Linked DNA regions of Ovis aries: region 2 is linked to region 1. A link is a contact called in public Hi-C data. All regions are on one chromosome and are shown on one strand. The core of a region is the stretch at or near the end of the contact, and the rest is flanking DNA. Distances in the headings are between cores, read along the strand shown.

What was found. A called contact is a pair of places that touch in the nucleus more often than the background predicts.
Region 2: a Hi-C map of tail adipose tissue shows a contact between it and region 1, with 5 times the contacts expected there. The contact joins the promoter of SRGAP1 here to the promoter of LOC114113771 in region 1. A contact is called at or near these places in 2 of 16 Hi-C or Micro-C datasets (liver and tail adipose tissue).

What each region holds. Positions count from the first base shown.
Region 1 is chr3:155,685,728-155,688,320 of ARS-UI_Ramb_v3.0, forward strand. LOC114113771 (anaphase-promoting complex subunit 15-like) reads right to left here and starts at 1,309. Exons shown (of 2, transcript XM_042247341.2): 1 at 1,217-1,309; 2 at 356-947. The coding sequence starts at 1,309. The coding sequence ends at 651.
Region 2 is chr3:156,043,601-156,046,193 of ARS-UI_Ramb_v3.0, forward strand. It overlaps SRGAP1 (SLIT-ROBO Rho GTPase activating protein 1), which reads right to left and starts at 1,289. Exons shown (of 22, transcript XM_027967491.3): 1 at 499-1,289. The coding sequence starts at 565.

The DNA.
Region 1 (2,593 bases), core at 59-2,558:
TCATGCGAAGAGTTGACTCATTGGAAAAGACTCTGATGCTGGGAGGGATTGGGGGCAGGAGGAGAAGGGGACGACAGAGGATGAGATGGCTGGATGGCATCACTGACTTGATGGACGTGAGTCTGAGTGAACTCCGGGAGTTGGTGATGGACAGGGAGGCCTGGCGTGCTGCAATTCATGGGGTCGCAAAGAGTTGGACACGACTGAGCGACTGAACTGAATTTCATTTATTAGACAAATCTGCAAAGAGGAACTGCACCTCCAACTATTTAGTTACCTTGAAGAACAGCTCATAAAGGGGTGGCTAGATAAATGCTTTATTCTTTTGTCAGTTTTTATTTTTATTTCATTTTATTTTTTTCAGTCCTGTGTCTTTATTAAAGAAAGTTAGAAAGAGACTAGATCTGACAAACAAGCGGTGAGATGCTGGCTAGAAGGGAGTGGGCTGGGCTTAGGCCCTGGGGATTCAAGGGCAGACTGATGGCCTGGGAGGGACCAAGAAGATCAGGTCCTGGCAGCAGCTGAGGAAGTGCCTGAGGATGAGCATTCAGGCACTGGGGTGGGCCATGGAGGTGGGTGATCAGCTGGTTCTGCAGGGAGTCCAGGGCCGTCTTTGGACCCCTTTTCTTGAGACCACCTTTTCTGTCTACCTAGATCATCCACTGGTCCTGATCCTGTTCGTTGCCCTCCATGTCCGCCTCATTGACCTCCCCGTCATCAGGTGACTCATTGTAGTCATTCATCTCATCCATGTCCTGCATGTCCTCGTCATCCTCTGAGTCCTCTTCACTGTCCTCGTCGTCGTCTTCATCTTCCTCTTTGTCATAGTGCTCTGAGCCCGGCTTGCCAATAGGTACCAGGTTGTCGTCTTTCTCTGCAATTCTCTGGAGCGTGCCGGGAGGCGGCAGCCGGCAGCGACCCGGAAGCACTTCTTTCTCTTTTGTCAGCTTTTAAAATAGTGAGTTGTACAGCATCTTCCAGAGACATTGAGGAGTTTATAAAGAAATGTGTAAGAATTTATAAGGATTTCTGCCTCTTGCCTCTTAGCTTTAACCCCAAATCTGAATCAAAGCAGCCATTTTTTCCACTTACCATAGACACTTTCATATAAAATATTACAACCTTCCCTTATTTCTTCTTCATGGTTGATTTTTCTCTCTCGATTACTGTTAAGTCCTCTCCTCTACTTTTTTCCTTCCTCTCTTGTTTCTAATACCTTCCTCAGCAATTCTACTTTAGCCACTAAAATTCTTCCTACTATGGCCATACCACCCTGAATGCGCCCGATCTCGTCTGAAGTTCTTCCCATGCTTCAGGGAGCCAGTACCCTAGTGGTCTCTGACCCAATTTTGGAAAGCAGCATCTGAAAATATTTATTTTGATTGCTTTTACAACTAGTTTTTTTTTTTTTTTTTTCAGGCCGTTGCAAAGGAATACATAGAGGGGAAAAGTTCAGTATTGACACACTAATGGGGTGACCACAAAAAGCCCAACCACTTCATGAGCACACAAGACATTTAGCCAACTATAGCCAAGCAATGCTGAGTATATCCAGTGGATTACTCAGTAAGAAAAGCTACTCAGAACTGAAATCTTTCCAAGCATAATTTTACTGTAATTTTTTATTATTAGGTAGAAAATCATTCTCAGTCTATTTTCTGTAATTAGTCTATATAAAAACATCACATTAACTTCTGTTTTTTGTTTTTCTTTTAAGTAAGTTTAAGAAAAATAAATTTTTTTCCCATCCAAGTGAGAAAGAAAAAACATGCCATGTGACTTCCCAAGAAAGCCCTGTAGATAGAGTTTAGCAATTCTGCAATGCAATTATTTCATGGCCTTTTGCCTGAATAATTCTAAGCTGCTTCTCCAGAGGAAATGAGTCAGAAGAAATATGCTTGCTGTGTCCTTCTTCCTTGGGAGACTTCTCTTGATATCTTGTAGATCCATGAGGCTTCATTAAATGCAAGTCTTTTGACTTGTCTGCATATTTTTTCAATCTGATTTTGATAATCTGTTTCTAGGATACTTTAAATTTAAAACCATATGGTATGTGTAAGATATCAATGTTAGGAAATGAAGAGATGCAAATGTATTCTGCTTTCTGTAGCCCTGTACCTAATGTCAGACTCTGCCTGCTAATGCAGGAGACTCAGGTCCTGTCCTTGGATCAGGGAGATCCCCTGGAGAAGGAAATGGCAACCTACTTCAGTATTCCTGCCTGGAGAGTTCCATAAAGAAAGGAACCTGGTGGGCTACAGTCCGTGGGGTCACAAGAGTCAGACATGACTTAGGAACTAAACAACAAGAACCTAATATCAGCACCTGGGGGCAGGAGTCTGCCTGATGGTAGAACTCAGGGAGGGCCACAAAGGGTAGCTGTGTTGGGGTGCATTCTGAAAGAGAACTGCTTGGCTGTGCAGCGGCAACAGCAGAACATGCAGGATGGTGCTTGACACTGATCTTACAGAGGACTTTGGCTAACTTTGTCCCTTGGGAGCTTTGACAGGTCTTAGAAACTGTAGAGCAATTCCTCAATTCATTTAAATTTGAAAATTGATGTCTCATTTGATATGAGATTTATAATGACTCA
Region 2 (2,593 bases), core at 39-2,538, 360 kb after region 1:
GATTAGTGCAAATGTCGCCAGTTTCCTGCACTCAAGGAAGCTCTAGACCACTTCGGGTCCAGACTTCAGAAAAATGACTCTTTAAAAGAAAAAAAAAATTACATGACAGTGTATCAATGGCTGTGACAATAGTATATTCTAAAAAACATAAAATAAAAAAAGATGCCGGTGATGATAACTGGGGGGGGGGGGAACCTCTGCTGCTGCCTACCTCCTATGTAAGCTGCCGCTGAAGGTGGTTAATTTAAACCCAGTTCTCCCCTACTGGAAGTGGCGAGCGGGCAGCGGGGGAGAGCCACCCGGTTTCCAGCTCCCCGTGGACCTGACGGGACTGGGACTGAGACTGGCTTGCGCGAAGCCCCGGATGGCTCAACCAGGCGCTCCAGTTGTCTCTCACCACCTTCCTCCAACGCAGACCCCCAAGTTAGAAACGCAACTCCCGGAGCACAATGACAAGAAAGCACACAAAAGGAGCAAGGCAGCCGCTCCCATCCGTACCTTTGACTTGACTTTCATACTCGGCGATGATCTCTTTGTCCTTTTTGAATCTGCTCGGAGTGGACATTATCCAGCTGTTCTGGGTTTGCTTTCAATGGGCAAGTTCTGTGAGGGGTCACCGACCAGTCAGTCTCCTCGGAGAAGCAGAGAGTTGTACTCCCAAATGCCGGGAACCCAGAAGCAGCACCGACGGGAGGGAGAGGAGGAGGAGGAGGAGGAGGAGGAGGGGAAAAAAAAGGAGCGAGCCGAGGACTAGATTAACCCGGGCGCTGGCACCATACTCTCGGGATCGAGCTGCCGTCGGCGATGCGGAGGGGCGCCCAGGGCTCGGGGCCGGAGGGGGCCGGAGAGGCCCGGCGCGCCGGCGAACTCCAGCAGGCGAGTGGCGGGGGGCGTCTCCCTGCCCACCCCACCCGGAGCCCGGCCACTTCCTCTACAGCCGCTGGGCGGACGCGGGGATCGCGCCGGCGCTCCGCACCATTGTTAGCCACCCGCACGGGGAGCGTGGGGCAGGGCCAGCCGGGGAGGGCGGGCGCCGCGACCCTCCCTTCCTGCTCAGCCGCCCGCTCCGGCGCTCAGGGGTCCCGCCCGGGCTGGGGATGCTGCTGCCGCTCCTCCGTCGGCACACACGGCTGCTACTGCCCCGGGCAGGGTAGAGGAATCGCAATCCTAAAACGAGTCCCGGGCGGCCGCCGCGAGGGCGGCTAACGCGCTGTAAGAACGCGTCCTGGGCGCAGCCCCGGCGGAGTTTAGGTTTCCACCGCCGGCGCCTCGCGGGGCCTCCGCCTCCCGGGCCACCGTGCGCCGAGACGGCCTCTTTCTCCCGGTCCCCCTTGCCGCTGCTGCCCCCAGGAGGCCGCCGGCTACCGGCACACCCGCACGCGCCCCTGGAGGAGCCGCGCCCCTGGCGGCCGCAAAGTTGCAGGCGCGCTCACGGCCCGCGGCTCCCCGGCGCCTGGGGAGTGAGCTGCGGGCGGCACCGGCCCGGGCGGCCGCGCCGGGCTCGGCGAGGCGGGGCAGGGCTCGCGGGAGGGGCCCGATCGACCTCTCTTCTCCACCCTCGCCCCGCTCCTCCCCACCGGCGCGGTAAGCAAGCGCGGCGCTTCTCCAGGAAGATGGATGCCTCTTGTGGCCAACCGCAGCCCGACCCTGCGTGCCGAGCCCGGCGGCCGTGGGCGACGCCCCCAGCGCCTCCCCGGCTTGCGTTGCCCCAGCCGCTGGAAAACCCCACCCGACCGGTGGGCAGTCTTCGAATCTGTGTGAGGGCTGTGGTGGGGCTCTTTTGAGTCCAGTGGGGAAAATCAGACTTTGGATGTCTCCATGAAAGAATAGGATGTTACTCCCAACCCCAGTAGAAATACTGGAGTCTGAATTGTCTTGGATGTTAAGAATAAAAATGTAAAAAAAGCTAAGCTATTCGATCAGGCAGAGAAAAATATCCATCTTGAGCACCGTATTCGCCCCATCCTAAAAGTAGCTAGAGAATGTCAGCATGGTGGGAAAGGCGTGGTGGGGAAACAGGTAGTACTTAAGATATCTCTGGGTTTGGGCGGACACATTTAGCGTTTGGGACCTTCTCCACTTCCCAGGGGCTCAGTGGTAAAGAATCCGCCTGCCTGTGCAGGAGATGCGGGTTCGATCCCTGAGTGGGGAAGATCTGGAGGAGGAAATGACAACCCACTCCAGTATTCCTGCCTCGAAAATTTCATGGACAGAGGAGCCTGGCGGGCTACAGTCAACAGCATGGAAAAGAGTTCGGTATGACTGAGCACGCACGCACAATGTCCTTCTCCAATATTACTGGCCTGATTTATCAAAGTGATTTGTCCAAAGGCGTGTCCGTATCAAATGGTGCTAGATCTAAACAGAGTAGGGACTTTGAGACTTTATTCATTCTTGTATCCAGTGATAAGATTTCTTACTGTAGGCCAACCACCAAATATGAACTAGGGACTCAAGAGAATTCTGCCCTAAAGGGTCTCAAGATCTATTGTTGTATAAATAAGTAATTACGGGCAGTACTGTAGAGCTGTAAGAGAGCTACTCCCTCTTTGGGAGCCTTGAGGAAAGAAAAATGCACCGAATAAAAGGCTGG